Regions from separate parts of the Mus musculus genome. Here all the other regions are linked to region 1. A link is a contact called in public HiChIP or PLAC-seq and promoter capture Hi-C data. All regions are on one chromosome and are shown on one strand. Each heading gives the region's core, a stretch centred on a gene start, on an enhancer-like site or on the middle of the called end of the contact. The rest is flanking DNA. Distances are from core to core; before and after follow the strand shown. Region 1 overlaps Mrpl48 (mitochondrial ribosomal protein L48). Region 2 holds the start of Relt (RELT tumor necrosis factor receptor). Region 3 holds the start of P4ha3 (procollagen-proline, 2-oxoglutarate 4-dioxygenase (proline 4-hydroxylase), alpha polypeptide III).

Region 1 (4,238 bases), core at 935-3,434:
GGAAAAGAGCAGTGTGTCTGGAGTCTCCCATTTACCAGCAATCCGTGCTTTGGTGAGATACCTCTCCCCCTGAGCTTCGTAAGTAAATGAAATTACAATCTGAGCCTCTGTGAGGACACTGAGGATCAGGTGTGGTGGTAAAAATAAACTAATGTTTTAGCAGGAAGTACGGTATTAATACTGTATTCCTCTCACCAAAAAGTTCATCAAATTGAAGAGAATGAAATACTAATATTGACAATAGAACCCCCAATGTTCTACGTCCCACAGTTTCATCAAATGGTCTCTATGGATGGACCTCTACAGAAGGACACTTAGTGTGACCAAAATCGGAACAGAAACCTGATGGTCCCAGATTTAAGACCAGTCCCGCCCTTACTCCCTGCCTGACTCCCAGGTCAATCCAGCCCTCTTTCTGTGTGTCTGTCTCTCAGCTAGGGAGTGAGAAGAACATGCCTTGTCACAGGTTTGCAGCCATGATTGAGACTACACAGCAACTTGCCTGCCATCCTACACCCTCAAAAGCAGTTTCCTGTGCTCTGACAAATGGTTGTGAATTCCTGAGTACTGTGGACTCCTTGAGGTACCTGCTCCAAACAGCAGCTCGGACCACCCCAGCACAATCTCGGATTGCCTCTTTCCATACAAATATGGTAATCAATCCATAATATTTAAAAGTGGGGACACAACCATAGACTCTTTATGAAAGGTCACATAAAATAACTCTGTGGGAGTTTGTTAGCAGTAGAGAGTATGAGAGGCTACCTACCCTCTGAGCAGTCTGCAGGGAAGACTGACTGGCTAGAATGGCCACTAACCATGCCATTTACATTGCAATGCAAAACATTGTAAGCCTGTAAGATGGCTCTGTGGATAAAGGTACCAGGCACCAAGCCTGACCATCTAAGTTCAATCCCTGGGACCTACATGGTGGAAGGAGAGAACTGACTCCCACAGCTGTCCTCTCACCTCCAGCTGTGCTGGGCACATGCACGTATGCACACACATACACATAAATAAATGTAACCATAAAAAATTATTAATAGCCTGCTCTGCCCTAGGCATTCTAGGGACAAATGAAGTCTGTGCCTTCAAAGAGTGTCAAATATCTCAGAGAAAAGGGGGTCCAGGGATGGCTTCATGGGTGAAGTAGTGATTTAACAGGACATAAAAATGTACTTAGGATGCTGGAGAAATGGTTCAGCAGTTAAGAGCACTAGCTGTTCTTCCAGGGAAGCCAGGCTTGAGTCCCAGCACCCACTCGGCAACTCATAACCATGTGTAGCTCCAATTCCAGGAGCTCCAATGTCCTCTTCTGGACTCACCAGGCACCAGGCATGCATGTGGTTCACACTCAGGTAAAACAGTCATACATACAAAAGAAAATAATTTTTAAAAATATACTTAGGAGCTAGGCAGTGGTGGTACACAACTTCAATCCCATGGCTACATAGAGAAACTTTGACTCGAAACCCCCAAAACAAGCAAACAAATAAAATGAGGTAGAGATCAACTGAGGAAGACGTCTGGCCTACACACACACACACACACACACACAACCCTGTAATACCAGCAGTATTGGGAGGTAGAGGCAGAATGATTAGATTGTCCAAGGCCATTTTGGATATATACTAACTTTAAATGGATAAATAAGTAAGTAAACACTGAGGAAACGGGCCCTTCCAAAGTAGCATACGCCTTTAAGTCCTTAAGTACAGGTCCTTTCTGTTCACTCATCTGCATTCTCTGCACTTTCCAGTTTTCCTGCAATGAATAAAATCGGATCAAACAGCAGAGACACAAAAGGGAAAAGAGAAAAAAACCAAACTATTTGAAGAGTCAACCCAGTTGTCAATGCGCTCTTTGGACTTCAGATAAGGCTCTGGGCTCCACCCCTAGCACAGTAAATACCAGGGGAAAGCCGGGGTTGGGGAGAGGCCTGCTGAGCATGCACAAGGCTCACACTCAAAGCTTGGTGCTGCCAAAACAAAACCAAAATTATCCAGAAACACACAAAGCTATTCTAAAAAAAAAAAAAAAATTCTTTTTTGAAAGTAGATTTTTTTTAAAAGAGGAAAGATGAGTTGCCTCAGAGCTAATGATGTTCACTGGTACATTCTCCATGAACACAGGCTGGTCAGCTGAGTGTCATTTCTGTCCCCCTAGGCAGCTGCTTAGCAAAGGGAAGCAGGCAAATCAGGAGAGAGGCCTCCTCTCTGCTCTGCTCTGCCGCAGGAGCAGCAGCTGCGCATTCCAGACCCCGTGCAGAACAAAACCTGGCGAGCTGCGAGCTGCGCTTGCAGCCCAATTCCAACTCAAGGTCACAGACAGTAGTACCCTCAGAGCTCCATCCCCACTCCAGAGGAAAAATTAAATGAAAACCATGAGAAAACAAATTCATCTCCGAAAAGCTGGGCAACGTGAATGTGCAGTGATACAACAGTTGGCAAAGCTCAGTCAGCCAGTGCAGAGATTGGGTGAAAACAAACAGCTCTTTATGCTGAGCTATTTGCAGCGAGGAGCCAAGAGAGAAGCAGAAACCAGGGTGCCATTCATCCCGCTGTGCTAGGAAGCATGGCCATGAGGGCTGGGGCACAATCCAAATCAACCGCCATTTACTCCGCGCCTAGAATGCACTGCAGACCAGGCCAGGGCCTGGGGCTGGGCCACTGAGGAGACAGAAGCAGCCCCTGCCTTATAGAATTTAACATAATACAGAACATAATCTGGAAAATCATAGAAAATAAGTCTAAGGATAAAAAAAATGCACGTAAAGAAAAGGAATTTGTATATCCTTTATTTCTCCGGAATATATTACAGAAGGATTTAACTTATTAATAAGCTTTCTTGGAGAAATAATAAACAAGATGGAACCTAAGAAAAAATCAGGGCTGGATTGAAGATAAAGCTTAGTTGCTAGAGTACTTGCCTAGCAAGCAGGAAGCCTGGGGTTCAATTCCTAGCACGGAATTAACTAAACCATGGGGGTATGAGCCATTAATCCCAGGACCTGGAGAGGGAAGCAGGAGGATCAGCCTCAGCTACATAGTGAGTTCAAGGCCAGCCTGGGCTACATAAAACCCTATCTCAAAATAAAGAGAAGAAGAAAGGAAAAGAGGGTGGGAGGGGTGAGAAGAGGGGAAGGAAAGACTTCAGTCTTTCAGATCTTTGGTTTCCTGGTGTGTAAAATGGGAATGTGTTAATATTAAAAAAGAAATGGTCATTTTTGTATGTTCACATGCTATGCATCTACCTATAATCTTGCTATCATGACAAACTACCTGAGCTGTTATTTACCCTTTTAAAAAACCATCTCACTTAAAAAATTACTTTTAAGAAGAAATGTGAGCTGTATAAGCATATGAATTCATGCTTTGCTGTGAGGGAGGAGGTGTACAGCCACTGGTAAGACGTTTGCAGAGTCTCCTACACATTCAAACTGTGCCATATTTACCATTTGACCATAAATCACAGTCTTACATAGAAATGAAAACTTTGTTCTCACAGAAACTCATACCTATTTGTAGTGGCTTTATTTATAATTGCCAAAAATTAGAAGCATAAATACCCTTCAATTAGCAAATGGGAACTGAAGCACATTTTATAATGAGATGCTACTGAGCAACAGAAAGGAGCAAAGTGTGTGATGCAGACAAGTATGGGTAAGTTTTGACTGTATTATTCTAAGTGAGGAGTGCTATATTCAAAAGGAACATGGTTTGTTTGGTTTTTTTTCCCACTTATATGGCATTCTGAAAGAGACAAAACTACAGGCAAAGGGAAAGGAAACAGATTAGAAGTTAGCAAGGATTTGTGGGAAAGGAGTTGACTGCAGAAGCATAGAATTCAGGATGACTGAAATGTTTATATCTTGATTATAACCGAACTGATTCTACTTGTGTCCTCTAGTTACAGCTCACAGAACATTTTCACCAAAGGAAAATGACAACGCAAAAAGTTTACCTTTACATCATGATTACTAATGAAGACCCATATCAGCTGCCATAAGTAGACGGCAAGTTAAAAATAAATACAATGAAAACAAAATCATGTCATAAATCCTAGCAAGACAGCAGTGCTCATCCAAGATTCCAAGGCCGACACCCGCCTCTGCTGCAAAGATTAGGAAGTGCTAGACTGGGGTTCAGGTCACACCAGTCACTCTGGGCATGTCTCCTTGGAGTAATTGAATTGAGTATGAACTTAAAAGGAAAGCCATTTCTCATCAAGTGACTTAA
Region 2 (4,238 bases), core at 659-3,158, 310 kb after region 1:
CTATGTGACCTTGGACAAGCCACTGTGGTTCTCTGGGCCTCAGTTCCTCTAAGAGTCACCACATCTTAGAACCGCTGTAAGGATTCAACAAAACAGCACATTATGAAGTGTTTAAAGGAAAGCCTGTCACTGTCCCCCACCCCAATGTCAAGCCCCCCTTCCAGAGGGTCACCAAAAACAGACCCTCCACATACTACTTCTATCAGATGTGGTACCCCATCGCTACTGCCACCTCTGGAGCTAGGGAGCCCAGATGCCACCCATTCTACATAAATTGAGGCACTGCCCCTCTTGTGGGAGCAGGAGTCTCAGAATGGCCTTTTCCAGAGACCAAGCAAGAACTCCAAGACCAGATCAGAACAGACCATTCATTGCCGGAGAACAAATATTCCCTCTCTTTCCAACCAGGGGGCTGAAAAAGGAGACCTGGGTAGAGAAGTGTCTTTGGATTGAGGTTTCAGTATCTAAAGGGCCAGTGGCTTTTGAGTGGGAGCCTGACATCTTCTTGACCAACTGTGAGCAAGACTGTTTCCAACTGTTCACCAACACATGGGAACCTTGGACCACTCCATTGTGTCACAAGCAGACGCCTGCCCCCACCCCCACTGCAGTCTTTCTGTCTGGAGGGGAGAGGAGAATGGAGAAGACTGACCCAAAAACAATAGAGGATCCCAAAGTGATGATTCACAGGCTATTCACACCTCTCTGCAGACTGGGAGACTGAGGCTTAGCAGGGGTAGATCTGATCACAAAACAGAATACACAGTGCCTTGCTAGATGTTGGGGACTTCAGTGTGTGTGTGTGTGTGTGTGTGTGTGTGTGTGTGTGTGTGTGAGCGTGGAGTGGAGTGGAGACTGAGACCACCTCAGGTCTTCTCTGTGCCAGAGGGGCTAGCCCACCCAATTCTGGCTTCCTCTGCTAGGTCATGTCTGCGTGCAAACTCACTAAACTGAACTCTAAGGGTGTCTTGGAGAGAGATCTTTATTCCCTAGACTCCTGATCTTCCTTGGCCCCTCAAACACTGGAAGGTGTCAGGTTCCTCCTTGTCTTACTCTATCCTAGGCAGGCAGGCAGGCAGACAGTCTCTCTCTCTCTCTCTCTCTCTCTCTCTCTCTCTCTCTCTCTCTCTCTCTCTCCTCCCTCCCCCCCCACCCCGTCCCACATGCACCCTATGACCCCGTGATTCAGGGCTTGCTTAAGTTATTTAGGGTTCCTCTGTTCTACCTTATACTCACAACTAGCCCGGGTCACACTACAGGCCGGCCACACACAGTGACCCCAGTGACCTGGGGTCTCTCACATACACAATCACACACACTCTGCCTGCCTCACACACAGAGCCCCTCTGTGTCGCCCGCTAGGCTCGGCGTCACCGCCCAGTGTCCCAGCCACACGTTCGCCCGGGCCAGGCCGCCTCATGCGCCGTGTCACCCACAGTCACTGGCTGACACCGTTCAGAACACCCCCCCCCTTCCCGGCCGCCCCGCGCTGCAGCCGCACCGAGGCGCCGCCGTCCCGTCCCGCAGCCGGCCTTTGGTGTCAGTCCAAGTTTCCCGGGCTCCCCCGACCCCTTGCACGCCAAGTTCCGCTGCTTCCTCTCGCGCACCTTCTGACAGACTGCGCCGCGCGCGGTGCCGGGAGGACGCGCAGCCCGGGGGCTCCGGGACGCGTAGACAGCACCAGGATGGGACGGGACTGGGCAGGAGAGCGGGGCTGACGCATCCGCCGCTCAGGAGAACTTCCTCGGAGCAGCGGAGCGGGGCTGAGGGCCGTGCGCACCCTCCTTACCTGGCCCGCAGCACCAGCTTCGCTCAGCGTCCGACGCGGCGCCGGGGCCCCGCTAGGCGAGCGCTCGGGGCCGGCCGCGCAGCCTGCGCGCCTTTTGAATGAATCGCCGGCCTGGCCGGGAAGCTGCGCGGCCCCTCCCCTCGCGTCACGGCTTCTGGCCCCGCCCCCGACGTCAGAGCTCCGACTTGCGGCCCCTAACCCCGAGCCCCTCTGCGGGCCAAGGGCTCACGATTCTCCCGCCAGGCCACGCTGCTCCGCATCGCCACCTCTTGAGCCTCCTAGGAACTGCAGGGGCTACGACTAGGATGTTCTTCAGATGCATCCCTTGGGGCGCATCAGGGAGGCGCGGCCGTGTGTGTGTGTGTGTGTGTGTGTGTGTGTGTGTGTGTGTGTGTGTGTGTGTGTGTGTGTGTGTGTGTGTGTGTGTGTGTGTGTGTGTGTGTGTGTGTGTGTGTGTGTGTGTGTATGTGTGGTGTGTGTGTGTGTGTGTGTGCGCATGCATCCCTTGGGGCGCATCAGGGAGGCGCGGCCGTGTGTGTGTGTGTGTGTGTGTGTGTGTGTGTGTGTGTGTGTGTGTATGTGTGGTGTGTGTGTGTGTGTGTGTGCGCGCGCGTGCGGGCGTGTGTGTGTGTGTGTGTGTGTGTGTGGTGTGTGTGTGTGTGTGCGCGCGCGCGTGCGGGCGTGTGTGTGTGTGTGTGTGTGTGTGTGTGTGTGCTCCGAACCAAGAAATCTGGGCTTGTGTGATGCAGCGAAAAGGTGCTTGAGACATGAATGCTACTCAGATCCTGTCACCATTGCCTGTGTAACTAGGGCCACAGCTGCCACTGCCTGGGAATAGTCTTTGGAATTGGTTGTGGGTAAGAGCACCCTCAGTGTCTTGGATGAGACCCAAGCTGGTTTCTAGAATCCCCCACCTAGCTAATAAGAGAGACTATAAGGAATGCTCACCTGGTGAATTCCTTTGGAACCTGGCCTAAATACCCCTTCCTTCAGGGTAGCTGGTTCCTCCCCCAAGTAGGTATGACAATGACAATCCTCTCCCCTAACACCAGCGGTCCCACTCTTCTATCACCAATGCCAGCCATCGCAGTGTCCAGTGGAGGACAGGAGAAGTAACGGACTGGGAGGCCAGGATTTGGGAGGCAGAGGCAGGAAGCTCCTGAGTTCCAAGCCAGCCTGGGCTACATATGGAGACATTGTTTCACAAGCAAGCAAACACAAAAAGAGTGACCAACACTATGAGACATCGTTGTAGAAGCCAGGCAGTAAGTAACCATTGCACTCTTGCAATGGTTATAAACTGGGCCCGTGTGTGGTATGGTGCGGTGGTAGTAGCAGTAGTGGTGCGGTGGCACTAGCAGTAGCACATCTCAGCTCCCACAGCCTTCTCTTCCGTTACCTTCCCACTCCCCCAGCATCATTCAAAGAATCTAAGGTGGCCAGGAGAGCAGGATGAGATGAAACTCGGACAGCACAGAGGAGCCCAGTGCGGGAGACAGAGGCCTGGCTGGAATCAGGATAATCACAGCTCACGGAAGAGGTTGAGGAAGTAAATATGTCTGTTGGGAATGGGTGGGCTGGTAAACAAATTAAGTCATAGAATTTGAGCCACAGAAAGGAAAGGAAAGGAAAGGAAAGGAAAGGAAAGGAAAGGAAAGGAAAGGAAAGGAAAGGAAAGGAAAGGAAAGGTCAGGTCCCCAGAGCCTGGGAAATTCCAGGAGGAGAACTGGACACCTGAGAGACGAGAGGGAGGGGAGAGTTTCCATTAACCTGGCTGAGCCCAGGTTTTGGGGACAGGGCAGAAAAAGTTCCACGTTACTGGTGTCAAAATCATGAGCGCAGCAGGCCTAGTGACTTGTGCTTCTAACCCCAGAGCACTGGAGGCAGAGACAACCAGATCTCCCTGAGTTCTGTGCCAGCCTGGTCTACATAGTGAACTGCAAGCCAGCCAAGGATACAAAGTGACATCCTGTCCTGGAAAAACAAAAAACAAAAACAAACCAATACATTCAATGTCAACTGTGCTCCCCCAAATCTGGGGATGGGCCCAGAGCCCCACATCACAGTCCATGGTGGAAACCCACTGGGGAGCAGTGACGTGCTCAGACTTGCCTGAATGTTCTCTGCTTCCGAGTTTTTGTTTTTCTCTTTTTGAGACACAGTCCCCTTATTGAGCCATCGCCATGTATGTAGACTGAGTTGGCCTCAGACTCACAGAGACCCGCCTGCCTCTGCCTCCTGCCTGCTGTGGTGAAAGGTAAGCTTCACTGTGACCGTTTTCCTCAGTTTTATTTTGTTTTAATTTTCTATTATATTTTATGTGTATAGCATTTTGTGTGCATATATGTCTGGGCACCACTTGAAAGCCAAGTGCCCAAGGAGGCCAGAGGAGGGCGTCTGAAGTTATATACAATTGTTAACCTCCATGTCAGTGGGGGAATTGACCCAG
Region 3 (4,238 bases), core at 836-3,335, 270 kb before region 1:
ACGTGAAATTTTATAGCCAGGGAGACAAGCCTCAGCAATAAAGCAATCCTAGAGGAAAGAACATTAAGAGACTCCATTGCCATGCAGCCTGCTCTAAAACAGTTGCTATGGAGACTGAATCAAGAACCAAAACATCTCCCAAAAGAAAGCTTAGAATTAACTGACTTTAATGGTGAATTCTTCAAGCTACTCAAAGAAGAACAAATTTCAATCCTTTCCAGATTCTTCTAAACTGTAGGAAAGGAGGGAACAATTCCCACTGTGATCTCTGAAATTAGTTTTACATTGATATAAAGACCAGACAAAAATAATTCGAGAAAACTATGGGCTACCTTCTCTTATAATAAAGATACAAAAATGTTACAACAAAATATCAACAAACAAAATCCAGCAACATATTAATGTGAATGTGCATTGTGACCTAAGAGGATTTACATTAGGCATTTGAGGTTGGTTTAACATACAATAATTTATGTAACACCCTATATGGACGTGGATGGGGAAAACTCAGCTCAGGCCTTCAGTAAGAGCAGTGTGTATGCACTCTTAGCTGCTGGCCTTCTCACCCGCCCAAGTTTCCTATTGCTTAGACAAGTTATCACAAACTCTGGGGCTTATAATAACCCAGATTTTTTTATCCTACTGCCTCAGAATTCAGAAGTCTGAACCGATGTATTAGACTTTTTCAGCACTGTGACCAGATATCTGACAGACACACTGTAACAGAGAAAAGATTTCTTTGACTCCTGGAGCCCATCATGAAAAGGAAGGTGTGTTGGCAGGTCTTGCCCCGTCTGGTGGCTAGCATATGTGGCCGGTGCTCACATCCAGCAGACAGAAACCTGATGGCTCTGGCCAGCAGTGAAGCCTTAGTGAACCTAGTGGAGTATGTAAGCCCTACTTCCCCAAAGCTCCATAGCTTGGTTTTTACCAAGTATTCAAGAGGATGAAACTGTGAGGTTCATTTCAAATTCAAACCGTAACGAATAGGTGTCACGAGATAAAATCAAGGTATTGGCAGATCTGTTCTTCCTGCAGACTAGGAAAGATCTGTCCCCCAGCCTTCTCAACCTTCTAGAAGCTACCTACAACCTGTTACTCACAGACCGTTTATCCATTTTCAAAGTCGCAACACAGCATCATCAAGTCTCTGATTTGGCTGTTATTGTCCTGTATCTTTCTTTGCCGTTTGTTTGTTTGTTTTTCGAGACAGGGTTTCTCTGCCTCCCAAGTGCTGGGATTAAAGGCGTGGGCCACCACCGCCCGGCTTTTTCTTTGCCTTTTTAAAAGGACCTTGGCAACTGCGTTGAGCTCACCAGGATAATCCAGGATGGCCTAAAGTCAAGATACTGTTAGAACTACACACATTGACTCTGTGAAGCTCTCTCCCCATCAAAGCATGCCAGGGGAAGCCCCTCTTTGGGGATGAGGTCCTCACCCATTGCACACAGCCTGTGGTTGCCCATTTTGTGTTTTTATGGTGGTTTACATTTCCATTTCCCTTTATGAGCAGCGGGCTGCATCTGCACCTACTATAGCACAGATGTTACTGAACACTTAAATGAATGAGTAAATGAATAAACATTGCTGGGCAAAAGGGATAGCGGGGTGAAAGAAACAAGCAGCCTAGTAGAATATAATGATGGTATTTTTGTGTGACTCTGTAGTGACTCGATCCTAGAGTTTCAGCTTCTGTAAGTCCTAGCCATCTTTCAAGATCACCTGAGGTCCTGTCCTCTGTGAAGACTTTACCCCTCTGCCCCAGCCACCTGCACTTCTGTCACCATGCTGTGTCACCCTTTGGAGTTCCCCTCATAATCCAGAGGTTTTTGTGTCCTCCCCTGTCCCACAGGAGGAATTTGGATGATGGCTCAGCACGGCTGTAACTAGAGAAATCACTGCTCACCCGCGCTCGCCTCAGTTCCCCCAAATGTGACAGGCACGGTGGAATCAGTGTGGAGTTAGCGGCGGGCCAGGCACTAAGGAATTCAGTGCTGAGGGGACGGAGGCGGCCAAGGGCGGGCGACGGAAGGCTGCGGGCGGGCGGGCGGGCCGGGGCGGCGCCGGGCGAGAGCGCGGAGGGACGCGCGACCCTGCGATGGGCCCAGGGGCGCGGCTGGCTCTGCTGGCGCTGCTGGCGCTCGGGGGAGACCCCGCGGCGGCCACGGGGCGGGAGGACACGTTCTCCGCGCTGACCAGCGTGGCGCGCGCCCTGGCGCCCGAGCGCAGGCTGCTGGGGACACTGAGGCGCTACCTGCGCGGCGAGGAGGCGCGGCTGCGCGACTTGACCAGGTGAGGGCGTCTCCAGGGAGCCGGGATGCTCAGCGACTGAGGGTGAGGAGTAACTGAGGCCCAAAGTGACTTCCAGACCCAACTGTCATGTGGTGGGGACCCTGAGACACTTTGAAGGGGAATGAGGAGTTCTGTGTCACTCTCTCTCTCTCTCTCTCTCTCTCTCTCTCTCTCCCTCTCTCTCACTCTCTGTGTCTGTCTGTCTGTCTGTCTGTGTCTGTCTCTTTGTCTCTGTGCCTGTCTCTCTGCCTCTTTGTGTGTGTGTCTCTGTCTCTCTGTTCCGGTCTCTGTCTCTCTCTGTGTCTATGTGTCTGTATGTATGTGTGTTTGTCCGTGTCTCTGTCTCTTTCTGTTTCTCTGTCTCTCCCTGTCTCTCTGTCTCTCACTCTCTGTCTCTGTCACACACAAACACACACCCCGGGGTGTGACACCACCCCCCATCCACCTTCACATGTCCAAGTTGATACACTGTGAAAAAGTGTAGGTAGCATGGAGATTCTAGAGTCCAGTTGGATCTCACAAATACTGTGTCAAGCAGCAAATGACCTTGGACTTCTTGTCAAGTTACTGCTGACACAGTAGAATGCTGTGGTGACCATTATAGCTCTTATTTCTTTTTCCATGGGTAAAAGTTCTCTGAATGTAAGTAGTAGCTGAGAGGTTGTATGTATGTGAAAATGTCTGACTCCAAAGAAAACACTGTGAAAAACTACTTCACACGGGGTAATACTGGGAGTAGTGTGCACAAACACACAGCCAACATTATTTTTTATGCAGTCAGCAAAGTAGAGTTAGATCCTGGAAGGTAAACTGTTGTAAAGTGTGGGACTTAGAGCACTAATCAGTGTCCAAGATGAAAAAGGAATGCTTGCATATGATACCAACATGTCTTGTGCCTTCTTTGCTTTGGACACTGAGAAGCCCACGGACTATAAGGCACAGTTGTTTCCACATAAATCCAATTGATCTTACAAACTTGTCTAGACAGAGCAGAAGCACATCATTTGATTTCCAGTAACTTTAAATTTCAAATCCATTCCCATGCCAACCCGCCCTGCTCCACTCCCACAAATGTTTATAAGAAATGGTCATGAAGGACAGCCAGTTTCGTAAGGGTTGGCTTAATCCTGCAGTCTGCTCTTCAAATGCCATTGGTGGCAACTGATGGCTTGTAGTTAGACACGCATTTGTTTGAGTTGCAGTATCAAATTGGTTTGTTAAAAAAAAAAAACCTGCAGATTACATTCTTACACTAAGAAAAACAGGCTGTAAGCAGGAGACAAGTTTAGGAAAAGCTAATAAAAGACACCTGTCTATACTAAAAAAAAGGAGGAGGAGGAGGAGAAAAAAGGGAAGAGGAGGAAGAAGGGAAAAAGGAGAGGAGGAGGAGATGGAGGAGGAGGAAAAGAAGAGGAGGAAGAGGAGAAAGCCAATGCAGGAGAAAGTGTGTGGAACACTGTGGGTACCAAGTGACTCAGAGTCTAGATTCAGGAGCTCAACAGGTCTCTGAATTTTTGACTCTGACCGTGTTATATCTTTAAGCTTTAGTTTCCTAATCTAAACAATGATGCTTTAATGGTTATTCCCATAGGGTTCTTGGAACGATTGTGTCCAGGTAAAGTTATTTATCATTGAGCTTAACATGTAGTAAGTTACTGAAAAAATGTTAACTCCCTATGACTCTTCAAGGCTGGCTGATCAAGTAGACTCGGCGCAGTGGGGAGGCTGAGGCAGGAAGACTGCTGTGAACCAAGCAACACAAGAGCAGACCACCGCTGCTCAGTGACTAAGTATTAAATTAACCCTGCCAATGGAAGCACTAGCTGGGATTCTAAAAGATTAAAAAGGGAATTTTTAAAATCCCAGATCCGTTTCTCAGATGATTATGAACATTTAGTCTCATCACAGGCAATCTGATGCTCTAGAGGCTGTGATTCTGTCCCCTG

The links. Promoter capture Hi-C pulls out the DNA fragments that hold promoters and counts their contacts. HiChIP or PLAC-seq counts read pairs in DNA pulled down with a chosen protein or histone mark.
Region 2: an H3K27ac HiChIP or PLAC-seq map of extraembryonic endoderm stem cells shows a contact between it and region 1, with 2.1 times the contacts expected there. The contact joins the promoter of Relt here to the enhancer-like site in region 1. A contact is called at or near these places in 6 of 39 promoter capture datasets (cranial neural crest, embryonic stem cells, fetal liver and 2 more), 1 of 484 Hi-C or Micro-C datasets (CD4 T cells), 6 of 115 datasets of contacts at active chromatin or transcription factors (VIP interneurons, embryonic basal ganglia, embryonic midbrain and 3 more) and 3 of 9 other capture datasets (adipose tissue, liver and pancreatic islet).
Region 3: a contact with region 1 is called in a promoter capture Hi-C map of embryonic stem cells, with 2.1 times the contacts expected there. The contact joins the promoter of P4ha3 here to the enhancer-like site in region 1. A contact is called at or near these places in 3 of 39 promoter capture datasets (the 3T3-L1 cell line, embryonic stem cells and hematopoietic stem and progenitor cells), 1 of 484 Hi-C or Micro-C datasets (uterus) and 1 of 115 datasets of contacts at active chromatin or transcription factors (pancreatic cancer cells).

What each region holds. Positions count from the first base shown.
Region 1 is chr7:100,553,292-100,557,529 of GRCm38.p6, forward strand. The region is part of intron 5 of Mrpl48 (mitochondrial ribosomal protein L48); the gene reads right to left. Among named protein-coding and RNA genes, the nearest start is that of Gm39059, 11 kb to the left of the region's middle. Within about 2 kb of position 2,185, at least 163 of the 459 cell types and tissues checked have an H3K27ac peak or open chromatin away from gene starts, as enhancers often do. A contact at or near this core is called in VIP interneurons, embryonic basal ganglia, embryonic stem cells and 3 more, where this site is marked.
Region 2 is chr7:100,861,505-100,865,742 of GRCm38.p6, forward strand. Relt (RELT tumor necrosis factor receptor) reads right to left here and starts at 1,909. Exons shown (of 11, transcript NM_177073.6): 1 at 1,790-1,909.
Region 3 is chr7:100,283,435-100,287,672 of GRCm38.p6, forward strand. It overlaps P4ha3 (procollagen-proline, 2-oxoglutarate 4-dioxygenase (proline 4-hydroxylase), alpha polypeptide III), which reads left to right and starts at 2,086. Exons shown (of 13, transcript NM_177161.4): 1 at 2,086-2,292. The coding sequence starts at 2,099.